Regions from separate parts of the Arabidopsis thaliana genome. Here region 1 is linked to region 2. The links are chromatin contacts, called in public targeted proximity ligation maps. All regions are on one chromosome and are shown on one strand. The core of a region is the stretch at or near the end of the contact, and the rest is flanking DNA. Distances in the headings are between cores, read along the strand shown. Region 1 holds the start of AT1G14430 (glyoxal oxidase-related protein). Region 2 holds the start of AT1G14345 (NAD(P)-linked oxidoreductase superfamily protein).

What was found.
Region 1: a targeted proximity ligation map of shoot shows a contact between it and region 2, with 10 read pairs. A contact is called at or near these places in 3 of 26 Hi-C or Micro-C datasets (root, rosette leaf and shoot) and 1 of 2 datasets of targeted methods (shoot).

What each region holds. Positions count from the first base shown.
Region 1 is chr1:4,932,366-4,939,580 of TAIR10.1, reverse strand. It overlaps AT1G14430 (glyoxal oxidase-related protein), which reads right to left and starts at 5,461. Exons shown (of 1, transcript NM_101310.4): 1 at 3,387-5,461. The coding sequence starts at 5,222. The coding sequence ends at 3,528. AT59 (Pectate lyase family protein) reads left to right here and starts at 5,919. Exons shown (of 3, transcript NM_101309.5): 1 at 5,919-6,384; 2 at 6,470-7,157. The coding sequence starts at 6,176. HB31 (homeobox protein 31) reads left to right here. Exons shown (of 2, transcript NM_101311.6): 2 at 1-827. The coding sequence ends at 505.
Region 2 is chr1:4,894,185-4,901,073 of TAIR10.1, reverse strand. AT1G14345 (NAD(P)-linked oxidoreductase superfamily protein) reads right to left here and starts at 2,029. Exons shown (of 1, transcript NM_101301.5): 1 at 1,020-2,029. The coding sequence starts at 1,898. The coding sequence ends at 1,308. It overlaps AT1G14340 (RNA-binding (RRM/RBD/RNP motifs) family protein), which reads right to left and starts at 3,728. Exons shown (of 5, transcript NM_101300.4): 1 at 3,624-3,728; 2 at 3,247-3,379; 3 at 3,080-3,155; 4 at 2,881-2,994; 5 at 2,039-2,723. The coding sequence starts at 3,365. The coding sequence ends at 2,298.

The sequences.
Region 1 (7,215 bases), core at 4,212-6,711, 35 kb before region 2:
AGCCACCGCCATGTCCCCTTACCACCAACACCCTCCACACCGAAAACTCATGCTCAACCACCAAAAGATCAGATCAGCTATGCCACACCAAATGATCATGCCCATTGGAGTCTCTAACTACCGGTACATGCATAACAACTCCGAGTCCGAGGACTTTATGGAGGAAGATGGCGTAACCACCGCATCTAGATCGCTACCAAACCTGCCATACAACCAGAAGAAGAGGTTCAGGACAAAGTTCACGCCGGAACAGAAGGAGAAGATGCTTAGTTTTGCTGAGAAAGTTGGGTGGAAAATACAAAGGCAAGAAGATTGTGTTGTTCAAAGGTTTTGTGAAGAGATTGGAGTGAAGAGAAGAGTGCTTAAGGTTTGGATGCACAACAACAAGATCCATTTCTCCAAGAAGAACAACATTAACCTCGAAGACAACGACAACGAAAAGATCAACAATCTCAACAATGTTGATCTGTCCGGTAATAACGACATGACTAAGATCGTCCCATGATATAATTAATAACGTTATTTTTATATGATCTTTGATAATTATTTAGTTATCTTTATGTTAGCTACTAGGGTTTTAATTTTATCTTCTAGCTGGTTTGGTTTTATTTTATATATATAAGCTCATTTCGCTATCTCTCGTTAAACCCATGGATTTTATATAATTTTCTGCTCTTTGTTGTGTTTTATTTATTTGGAAGTTATATATATTAATCTTGTTGTAATAAATGTATGACCAGCCGTATTTTTCTTCTTCTTCTTCTTCTTTTGGGTATGTAAGAAAATCTACTTTGGTTACATATCATTTTGAATCATTAGACTTTTCGCAGTTCGTGATCATTGTGCTCACAAAATCTGCATGCAAGATAAGCTATATACGTATTTCCCTAGCTCATCTACATGACTTCTGAAATCGGTATGAGTATCTAAAATGGATACTGTATTTATGGAGACCACAACTTCACGCCTTAGCTTAAAAATTGTATTATCTAGTTAGGAGAATGATGTGTCTTTAGGCCAAAACATTCTTTATTACAATCTTGCACATACAATAAAATAACAAAATTTAAAGAAAGAAAATAAAATAATAATTTCTGCTAACAGAGATGTGAAAAGTGTACTAACGAGTTGCAAGTCATGTCCTCTCGTGTGTGACGTATAAGGTTGAGTAAATATGTAGTTGGTGTCACAAGCGAGATCACATTTATTAACCCTCTTTGTTTATCACGTATGTTCAAGAATTAAATAACATTTCCACCTTTTTAGGTATACTATAATTCGTGTAATGTGCCATTTCATAAATAAAAGGATTTGTGGTATAATTAGATGTTATGTTTTTTGTTCACATGTTTCGATTTGCTTTGGTTTCTGTATAGAATAATCAGGTATCATGCGTCGAATGTGTTATTTTTTAATGCGTTCATCCAACTCATTCAGTTGTCTTCTTTCAAACGATTTTTTTGTGAGAATGTCATTTCGGAGTTCTATTCGGTTCAATTTTTGAGTTTTGGTTTGACAATTTGATTATGAAATACCATAGAATAAAAATAATAACTTTTTACAATCTTGTATAAGAACTATATAGTGCACTTAATTTTTGACGCCAAGTAATTTTTAGTTTATCAGTAAGGACTAAATGTGTAGGATGGAGAGTCGTCACTATTACATTTATTTGGGTGTCAATAAATAAGAAAATATGAGATTCTGAGCCCTATTTATTATCTTTTTGTGAAGGAAACTCCATTAATGTAGCTGAAAACAAGGTCCCCTCTTGTTCCTACTCTTAGCTTTTTGATCACATTTTCTCTGCAAAACAATCCTATATATTGCTTCAATAAAGACTGATCGATCGAGCCCGAATTAGTACAGAGATCTGCAACTGTTATGTTAGACCCTCTGAGGTCAAGCGTATATATTTGGTCATGAGATTTAACTTTGTAGAGTTTAAGAGATTAAATGTTTTGAAAATATTGGGATTTGATATTTGTTAAACTTTTAATTATCATTTTAAAGAGATGTGGATCATATAAGATTGATTTTAAATATACTCAGATCTCATAGACATTATACCTCAGTTCTGAATCTTTCAGAAAACAAATTACTCACAAATGTTATTTACCTGTTATGATCTCTTTGATATGATTAGAAAAAATTTATGGATGGTCATAAAACCTTGAACTCACTGGTCATTAAGAAAACCTTCTAATTAACCTAAGAGTTTTAGTATTTTGTTTACAAAGTATATGTGTCAACAAGGCAACGTAAATTTTCAAAACCTTCAATGGAACTAAAAATGCCACGCGAGTTTGGAGAAGCCTTTTTGGCCAGAATGGTTTGAAGTTCAATTGAAAACAGAACATTAGTTTTCTTCCAAAAAGTACAATTGCGTATTAACTTCGTAGAAAAACAAAATCTATGAATTACAATGTATGATGTAGAAGCAATTAATAGATCAGAAAATGCCAACAATAATTTAAACTTTTTGAAATTACAATTTTCATGAATATAAACCCCCCCAAAAAAAAACTAGGAAAAATATAGCTAAAATGATCTATCTATTTATAAAATAGAGACTAGACTCTCGAAATAACAAACATGATTTCCAGAATTCTTACTCTTGAAAACAAAATCATAAGATTTGGTTTCGGGATCATGTACCACCATTTGTTGCTTATATATTAGATTAGAAGATAACAATAACTTACCATTTTTCTTCTTCTTTTCCAAAACTGCTACTGGTGAGACTGCCAAAAAGTGCTTCCCAAACCCATGAGAAAATATATTCAGATCTAACGTAAACATTTTGTGCCATTTCTTGTTGCATGAATCAAACGACCATACCACTTGGTCAGGCCACTTGTTCTCGGATATGCACAAGCGGTTATCCAAGTTGCACATGGCAATGTTGTCACAATTTGCAATGTCAAAAGGAACTTTGGAGATTACTTGAAAAGTCTCGGTATGAAGATCTAGAGATAGAACTTTGATTTCTTTGCATTCGGTGAACCAATGCAGCGACCCATCTACGTACACAGGATCATGGAAAGCAATGATCCGGTAAGGAGAAGAAGGGGTAATATACTTCCAAACATTGGTCCTAAAGTCGAAAACTTCACACGTAGTAGCGTTTCTTAGTCCTCTTTCTAGTGAATTATATAAGCAAACCGGCTTGTATGTGCCATTGATGATGTCTTTGCCGAATCCAAGCAAAGGCAAAGGAAAGACACTACTATATTCACTAGAAGATTTGTCGAGAATGACTTGTTTATACCTAGGTGGAGGAAAACTTCGATGCCATCTAGTGGCTGGATTGACTACAATACCCGATTTATAAAGATTGTAGAAGCATATCAAACCATCACAACTACTAGGACAAACAAAATCAAATATCTTCTCCCGAGGAGTAGGGGTCTTAACCGAAATTTCCTTTTTTTTTATTAACTAACTTTCACCAATTTTTTATTTTTTTTAACTACAATTCTTCAAAAAATCAATCAAAAAACTAATGAAATAATAAAAGGATTGCTTTAAATCTTAACCCAAACAGCTACACTCGGAATTCCACGGTGAACCACGAACATCATATAATACCCAGGTGGTGCCACGTAGGAGTTAGTAGGCCCGTCCACGTCAGCTTTATAAGCGAAAACAGATAACTGACTCACGCGCCTGACGCGCAAAACCAACAACCTCTGGTTCATCGCCGTTGAGTGAGTGCTGAACGACGGCGCCACGAGCCTCACCGATACCCCTCCGTCGAACATTCCGAATGCCGGAATCGCGAACGTTACGGCAAAAGCCTGACCGTACAACATATTCCCGGCGAGCTCCACCGTGATGATCGTCGGTCTCACACGTGCGTACTGTGGATCCAGGTAACGCGGGAGATAAGCCTCGAGGCTGAGCTCCGTTGGGTACGGCCTCGCCGTGAAATTGTAATTTCGATGAGGATTGCTTCCTCCGACTAAGACTCTGCCGTCTGACAGAAGAAGAGACGCCGAATGGTACATTCTAGGGATTCGAGTCGGGGTGAGAATTTCGAATCTCCGGGTCTGGTCAGGCTCCTCGGGTAAGTATAAAATCGGGTTGAGAACAGCGTTCGTCGCGTCTTCCCAACCAGCGGTTCCGTTAGCAGCACCGTTAATGATCAAAACGTCACCGTTTGGTAACAGTAACATATCAGACATGACACGTGGCGATGGCATTTGCTCCATGACCCATTTCGGATCCGGGTCGGTCACTTTCAATCTCCCACACGTGCGTGATCCCGCGACGAAGATTTTAGGAATCGTCCTCGCCGCTTTGAAGAACGCTCCCGGCGGAGCACCGCCGCATACCATAACCTCAGCAGTTATCTTCGTTCTGTTAATGTCTCCGGTGAGAAAGAGAGGGAGGAGCACGGAGGAGCCAGTGCTGGGATAATTCCGTTTATCGCCGCCGGGAATCTGTGGAAACTCCTTGATGATTCGGTGATTGACGAAATCGAACAAAATCGATCTCCGATTGGCGAAGATGAAGAGATTACCGTCGGGGAGAAGATGAAGAAACGGATAAAGATTGTTTTCTTCATTCGGATCTCTCGTCTCCGCCAAGAATCTGAGATTGAAAACGGATTCTCCCGGATCCTTGGGGTAAAACTCGTAGTTGAAAGCTCTTCTTCCGCCGACGATGATAATCCGACCATCGGGAAGAATCTGATTGGTGGAATACCACCGGCGAGAGGAGAGATACGCTCTGTTCTCAATCCAATCACACGAAACGCTTCCAACTCCTCCGTCGCAAGGTGTGAAAACCCGTACAGTTCTTTCGCCGTTGCCATAACCGCCGGTTTGGATTAAAGAACCGGAAGCGTTTAAAGAACCGGAAGAGCACCACGTGTCGTAACGTAGTGTAAGTGGGCGAAAGGTATTTGAAGCGACGTCGTATAGTATTGAATGAGCAGAGCAGTCAAAAACGGTGGCGTTTTGGCAGGTTTGAGAAGGGAGAGAAACATTCGAAGGTCCATAATCCGTACGGTCAAAGATGACGACTTTGTTGTTGTGTAGAAGCTGCATGTGCATTGCGGATATACCTACACTCGGCTGCAGAAGATCCCACCTCCCGCCGGTGAGAATAGCTAACGGTGAACGTGGAAGGAGCAAATCCGACGTGGAACAGAGGAAGAAGAAGAAGAATGATATCACGACGGCGTTAAGGTTGTTCTTGAATCTTTCTTGCGTCATTATTTTCAGCTAAGAATCTTCTTTCTCCGGTGAAAGAGATTTAACATTTAAAGCTTCTTTGAGTAATTATTAGTGTCTTTCTTGAAATCGGTAGGAGAAGAAACATTTATGGTGTTGTATTGTTTTACTTTTCTGGTGAAATGTGTGATCAAGACTCGCAGTGCTCTCTGTACATAATGATCTGGTAGATTTGTAACATATGGTCAAGATTTATTTATTGCATTTTGCAATTTGCATATAAGTTGGTGAATTTTAGATCTGTATTATTGATCACGGACCATATTCTTAGAGATAACATTTTGGATTTTATATCAGTTTGCGTATGAACTGTTTCAGTCTTTCACAGATCAGGAGTCCAAAATAAAATTGTTTCATTCTTTTTTTTTTATAGTCATGTCTTCAAATTCTTTTGGGGGAACAGAGAGTCCCGCCATTAATTAGCTTCTGACCCCATGGGGAATTTTTTTAATTACTTGTATGATAATTATTTTCAATAGACCTAGAGACTTGATATATACTACGTTTAATAATCATATGTAGTATGTATGATTAATTAAGTAAATACAAAAATAGTTACCTCAAGTTTTAAAGGTGCTATTGGGTAATTATCTCAGTAAAAATAATATTAGATCAAGGCAAAAATAACTGAAAATATCCAGAAAAGAAGGATTAAACAAAGGCATCCAAAATCTATAATTGGGTTTTTTGGAGAAATGACCATAGAGATTTAAATCAATGGTTGTCTAATCTATGTTAATTCTCAATCCTCTATTGACTCTTCTCATCTCCTTTTCTCTCTCCCCAGTTCCTGGTTATTAAAGCAATCAGGTGATTCAAATCTTTAATCTTTTAATCCCGGCAGGCCTATCTGAAACAACAACCTCCGTTTGAGGTTTTGCCGGGAAAATATAAAGTTCACAGGCTTTGGTCTCTGCATTTGCAATATATTTAAAATGGCAGCAGCTTTCTTGAATCTTGGCGGCTATGTTTTCGTTTTCTTCTCTTCGTTCTTAGCTATAGTGGCCCCACAGGTTCGAGGCAATGTTGCTGTCTTTGATAGCTACTGGACGCAACGACAAAGTGATGCATTGAAACAAACCATCGGCTCTTACGATCCTCATCCACTTAACGTCACCAACCATTTTAATTACCATGTCAATATGTGAGTTTTTGTCTTTGTTAGGTCAAATGTTTAACCTAACTTCCTAAACAAGTACTAATTAAACACTTTTTATTTTTTTTAACAGAGCAGTGGATGCATCGGAATCAAGGAACGATACAAGGAGAGAGCTTACTCAGGTGAGAAGTGGTCGTAAAACGCACAAAAGCAGCGGAAAATGCCTAGCTTATAACCCGATAGACAACTGCTGGCGATGCGATCGTAACTGGGCTAATAACCGGAAGAAACTAGCCGACTGTGTGCTCGGATTCGGCCGGAGAACCACCGGAGGAAAAGACGGACCGATATACGTCGTCAAAGACGCGTCTGACAACGATCTTATCAACCCTAAACCAGGAACGTTAAGGCATGCAGTGACTCGAGACGGACCGCTTTGGATCATATTCGCAAGAAGCATGATCATAAAACTGCAACAAGAACTGATGATAACGAGCGACAAAACAATCGATGGAAGAGGAGCTAGGGTTTACATCATGGAAGGTGCTGGATTAACGTTGCAATTTGTGAATAATGTGATCATTCACAATATTTATGTCAAGCACATTGTTCCTGGGAACGGTGGGTTGATCAGAGACTCTGAGGCTCACATAGGGCTTAGGACAAAAAGTGATGGTGATGGAATCAGTTTGTTTGGAGCAACCAATATTTGGATCGACCATGTCTCAATGACAAGATGTGCAGATGGTATGATCGATGCTATTGACGGCTCCACTGCTGTAACTATTTCCAACAGTCATTTCACCGACCACCAAGAGGTAAAAAGATTCCTTTGTTTTCGCTCATGTGAAGTTGCATATGAAACAATCAAGACCT
Region 2 (6,889 bases), core at 780-3,279:
GTGTATATTTATGCTTTATATGCAACTTCTATGAACTCACATTGCGAAACCAACTTCTAACACTATATTTTGGAGATAATGTATTCATATTTCGGATGTTTCTCTAAAAATAGTGCATCATTGGAGTGGAGATATAAAAACTATGGGTGTTATTGGTTATATTTGTTAGAGTAAAATAAAATATTACTCTAGATTCGCCTATGATTCACAGAAAAAGGAAAAAAAAAGGTTTGAGCTGAAAGTGTCGAAAACTTTATAATTTTTTCCGCTACAAAACAATTAGAGAAAATGGACAGAAATAATTACGCCAAAATCTATTTTTATTTTACTCCCACATCTTTTTGCTTTCACCATATCACACCCTATATGTGATTAGAAAACGTATAGGATAAACAATGAAAGAAGACAACGGGGTATGATAAACAAAGAATAAAAACAAGAATAATATGGTCAAAATTGGGAAATGGGGAAGACTACATAAGATTTGATGAGAATGTGTCAGAGGCAGAAGCTTTAATAAGACTCCCTATACATACTCATCAACCTTCTCTTACGAAATTCTCTACTAATATTTTTTTAACAAATTTTAGTGGAATCCAATGGAGATTATTAGATTAATATGGTCAAATTTAACAGATAGGACCATATGTAGTTCTTATTAATTAGTCTTTGAACTACTAGAATTAAAGTACTAACAAAGGAAGCTATTGAATATGTAATCCCATTTCTTGTATTTGAATCCGTTATCCCATAAAAAACGTAATCATATTTTCATATGCGAGTATAGAAATTAATGTGGGCACATTATTCAAATTATACATTTTCGTTTGCCCATTTGTATAAACTTGATAGTTTTTACTTTTTAGAGATTAATTTGCTTATGATGAATCTTGGTTATTAGAAAAGTAGAAATAAATAAACGTGTATATAAATTAAAGATAATTGACGCTATTTTGAACTTGAATAATTAATAAATAACTTTGGGCTGTTTTTTTTTTAATCCAAACTTTGGGCTGTTAATCCTCTATATTCTTAAAATGCAGCCATATGAATAAAAAAGAAGAAGATAGTATTAATATCCATGCCATTTCTCTAATCTAAAAGAGGACTACCTGCCGTTTCAACATTAACCAAACATCACGCCGTTTCTTATTGTAGAGCTAAAATCGCGCGCCGTTTAGATACGATCGTCTTAACAATACAGAGATGAAGAAATCAATAACAAATGAAAGAACATGGAAAGGATTCGATTTGTACTGAAGAAATCACAACAAGAAGAATCAATTTTGCCCAGAAATGAGAAATAATCAAAAGCCTTTAGCACCAGATTCTTTCAAAACAGCAGGTTGATCAGCCATAGATAAACAGTACTTAGCAATCTCTCTGAACTTAGGGACACTTCTCAAATCCACTTTAGTTCCATCTTTCAAAGTAATGATGATATCTCCCCATTCTCCGATGAACCTCGGCACAACTTGAACGTCTTTTATCACTTTGTACGAGAAATCGCTCCGATCATCTCCGGTGAGTCCCGAAATAACCGTCACGCGGAGGTTAGTGAACCTGTAACGAAGGTTAAAAGCTCGAGACACTGCAGCTAAGGTTAGTGGGAGCCAAAGGATGGTTAGACCTAGAATGAGATTGGCTAATAGATCTCCGTAATGAGCTCCGCCGTCGAAGTAGACTGTTTCTTTCTTCGCCGGTTTGGAATCGGAAGGAACGGTGGATGCGGATGCGGAGGAGGAAGCTAGGAGCAATCTTTGAATGTGTCTTTGTGGTAGTTTCGTGGAGGGAGACAATGAAGAAGCGGGGAAGGAGAAGGTGGTTGAGAGGAGGAGAGATTTGCGAACGACGGAGGTTACGGCGGTTGACGGCGGAATTGAGGAAGAAGCTGCCATGAGAGAATGATTTGAGTGACTGGAAGATTTGGAGTGAAAAGATGATGACTTCTCTGTTTTTTGGATTTGATTTTTTGGCGCAAATTGTGCCACGTGGCCTAAGCTCTATGGATACAACATCTATCCAAATATTGAATCAATATCAACCATAGAATGATATAAATCAGAAATTATATAAGAAAAAAGATTATGCTACTAATGAAGAGTTAAGATGTAGGTAATGTAACCAAACTCTATATCAGCATCATCATGTGAGAGTATACTTTGATAGATTTCTATATGGTATTCGTTTTGATAAAATTTGGTCTTATCACACTTCATGAGCCAGTTATTCATGATCAGCTTTGCATCATATATATTCACAGACGAATACGGTTCTGAATCGGGCCATTGGTCTATTCACTGCCTTGAGCCGCGGGTACCGAGATCAGATGCGGCTTTAGCAGCTCTCTCTAATGCACCAGACAGCCAAAGAGCTCCGCTGGAGAAGTAACTGCTATTGACAACACTAGTTGCAGCTGCTGCCGCGGTTCTTCCTGTGGCAAAGACAGCTGATTTAGCTGTATCTGAAACATGATACCTTTGGTCAGTCATTCTAACAGCTTCAAGTCCGGTAAAGATTTTGTCAGTAAGACCAATCCTCTGTTCTAGTTGAGATACTCTAGCCACCGCTGCAGCTGATACGCCGTGGGATTCATCAAAGGCTTTAGCTTTGCTTAAAGCGTCTTTGCCTAGCACGAATCCTGTGGCAAGCATTATTTTCACCACTTCTTGAGCTTTTGTCACTGCTTCTCCAGCGTTGAACTCGCTTCGTTGAGCATAATGCTACATGATTGAAGAACGAATAAGCTTTAGAATTGAGACCAAGCATCAAACTTCAACATAAAGACTACTGAACCAGTGACCGTTAGATTTAACTATTTTAACAAAAAAAGAAGACAGAAAGATCAAAGTTGAGAGAAGTGTCAAAAGCGATACATACTTGTGAGTCCGATTCATCTTCAAAACCTCGCGAAGTCGCATTCCAGAAATCGAACTCTTCGTGATGTTGTCCCCAACGAGTTATACAAACACGCTGATCCAATATCGTTGCGCCCTGAAGATATCAAAGAAGTGAGTGATTTCTCAAGAGACATCCAAAAAAGATAGAAAGAGTGAATCAAATCCAAACTAACACTTACAGTGAGTAAAACAGCAGTTTCTTGAGAATAAGAATCCTTAAACATCACATAAGCAGTACAAGCTTGCTCACCCGACCTAGTCTCATTAACAACATTACAAAGTGTACTCTTTTGAATCCAGAATAAGCAAACAAACAACAAACTTGCTAAAAAGTAAAAAGACTCACCTGACAATATCAATATCTTGGATAGTACCAGAGAAAGAGAAGAAATCGATAAGATCATTATGAGTAACAGATGGAGATAACCCAGTAACTTCAACACCATATCCAAATTGATGATCCATCTCTGCTCAATAAGCTAAAAACAAAACAAAAAACCTAAAAATTTCAACATATCCTAAGTCAATAAATTAAATTACTTCCAGTTCGTGATTCAACTTTGGGAACTACATAGAACTTTCCGATTTAGCTTTACATGATTTGGGATTGAAATTTTCAAGCGAAATTTGAGCAAGGACAGATTGCCAAATATGTTCAGACCTAAATCGTTGATTCACTAAGCTCTAGAGAAGAAATTTAAGGAATCGAAGAATAGAAGTTACCTGTTGTAGTTGTTGTTGACCAACGGAGATCACACACAGAGAAGCTTGAAAGAGAGACAAAGGTGATGAATTGATGAAGTTGATGATGTGAGTGGGAAAGAGAAGGACTACCTTTTCAGTGAACGAAAAAGACGCAATTTTAAAAAGCTAAAAACTGCGCCGTTTAGTAACTCAATGTTGGGCCTTTAATGTCTTGAGTTAGCCCATATCGTTAACGGTTCTAAATGTAATAAAAAATTCTACATGAAAGGCCCAATGTTGTTTGATTATTTTCCAGTCTCAAACAACCCATAATCACAAATATTTTTTGAAACATAAATTTTCATCTTATGCTATTTTTTATTTTAAAAATCAGTCTTTACATATTAAAATTAAATCATTAATCATTACTAAGTGTTTGTACAAGAAGCAAAAATTAACAATCTATAGACGATTTTGTTTTTTTTCAGCAACGATTTTAACATTCTAGAACCTTTTTTATACCTTAGTATTGCATGTATATATAAAAATTGGAGTAATTTTAGATATTATCTGTCTAACCGTCCAAAGTCCAAACAGGTAAAAGTTCTCTAAGTGATAACTTTTTAAAATCTCTAAAGAGACAAATTTGACAAGTGTATGTGATATAAATACTTATGTTACTGTTAATACATGAGAGAAATTCAACGGAAAAGAAAGTTAGACCATTTTCATTGGGGGTTTTTTATAAGAGTTTCTCACAATTAAAAAATAAAAATAATAAAAATGAAGGAGAGAGAGTAGAAAGTTTCTTACTTGAGAAACTCTGAGATATTCTCTACAATCCATCATGATAATTCCCTTTTAATTATTGATTCAACTTTTTAATAAAAATATTTTTTTAATCAAAAAATCAAATTATAATATAATATTAATTTTTTTTTGTTTGAGAAACTTTGTGGGTTTTTCATGGATGGAGATGCCCTTAACTAAAAAGGAGAAAAAGAAAAGACGTGTGCCTAACAAATGTTTGATGTAATTGGTAAAAAAACGCAAAGAACATTATTATTATTAATATTCTTTGCATATGAGCCGTTGGCCAAATCAATACTTACGTCTCTCTTTCTCCATCTCTCATTGTCTCTTTCTACTTCTTTCCACGGCCACGTCCGTCTGTCAAAATTTACTAGTTTTTAATTCAGATTGATCTAGTCAGAATCTACTTTTTTTTTATGTGTGTGGTTCATGTTTCTATATTCTGACCCCTGCTGCAGTGAATTGCTATTTATGTATTTTTCATGCAAAACCAAAATTCACTGCTGGAAATGTATATTTTTCATATATGTAAACACCAGATAGTTTAATTTTGTTTTTTCACTTGTCTACCAAAATTAGAACTTTTATTAAACAACAACAATAAGGTGCTTGCGACTATAGCTTTAGAAGTTCAAGTATATGGATTATGGAACTTCTAAAAATTGCGACTATATATAAGCAAAAAACATATATTTAAGAAAAAAATAAATGTTCTAAATTACAGGAAATAGTTGAATATTGGTCCTCCAAATACAATTATCTTCACCATATATGATTATAACAATAAAATATAAAAGGTTGACCATTGACTAATGTATATATTCTATAGCTAGGTTAGACGTTTTGATTCGGATTTTGAATTTCATAGTGAAAGATTTTGATATTGAGTTGACGTCAATTCGGAGATCTACAACAAGACTACAACGTGTTTTATCAAACTCACCTGTTTTTCTTAAATCATAATTTTCTTTGTCTTTAATTGACTCGATTAGTCGATTCAAATATCACATTCCAAGTTGATATCTCCCAATTTTCCTCTATTGTTAATAGAGTTTGTTTATTGTTATTATATTATTTGTATCTAGTAAGCTTTTTTCATATGTGATTCTTAATAAGTGTCTTCTAAGATTAGTCGATGATAATCTTTGTCATTGTTCCACAAATCATAAATTATAAGCGTCAAACCTGAAACAATTTCTTTTGTGTGGTAGAATTCTGGAGTTCTGAACCTTTTTGTTCTACACATTTTTCCATATCCACCGAAAACTAAAACGGCCGAAACCAGAACAAACAATTCTTAGATGTTAATCATGTATTGTTTACTCTTCGTATTTGCCTGATGGTCAGCATTAACCAATACTTCAACTTGCAATTATGACCAAAAGAAACACAAAATGTTTTCATACGATCCCATTAAAGTGAATGTATTTAAGATATTTATCATAATGTGTTGTTTATATACCATATATTATGTTATATTATCCATAGACAGCAAAATTTAGAAGACTAGATATAAGATGTGATAAGTTAGTTACATTCAAATCTATGTAATCTTGAGTTTACGAAGAGCACGTGTTGAAATTCGACGTTGACTTGAATGACAAGGCATTGCCAAAAGAGAAGAAAAGAAGAAGTAAAGGTATTAGGAGCCACCACGTTATCTCCTTACGACGGATAATTCAAAACAATTAGCTGGTATAACAGCTATTCAAATACACACACAAAAAATCTTTTTCGATATTTTTTGTAATGAGAAGAAAATATTGTAATGTGCTGCAACTTGCAACTTGTAATGATCAATTTTCAACCTAATACTTTTGTTGGCAATTTTGTCTTTTTCCTCAGTTGTGAATACAGATGTAGCCTGGGCTTTCACGCGTCGGATAATGGCTCGTAAAGTAATGTAACTCACATGAGAAGGTATATCAACTACTCGAAAATAAATACAAACAAAATTTTGGGGATTCTCTTTAGCAATCTTATACCCATTCTTATGTAACACAATACTCAGATTCTTAATAACACTTTCACATATATAAATTAGGAATGTAGTCATCAATTAAGACACTTAATATAAGAGAGATTAATGTGGAAAGAAAAGGAATGTGAACACACAATACAAACAGATCACGTGGACAGCTCTTAGGACTTCACTTTCAGACACAAGTCACTAATAAGATACGCCAAAAAAAAACAGTCACCTATTCGATAATTTTAGAAGAAAATTCGAAAGCAAAAATAAATAAATTTATATTTAACCTTTCTCCAACCAATATTCATTTTGTTTTTGTGGTCAAAAGTCAAAACCAATATTCATTGAAAACGAAAAGATAATGAAACTTTACCATATGAAAATACAAACAGCTCTGTAGAATATATATATATTTTTATTAATTAAGGGTAACTGCATTTCTGCTGAGATAGTATTAGATAAATATCGTTGAAAGGTAACGGAATTTTAAATTCATAGTTATTGACCTTTGACTCCAAAA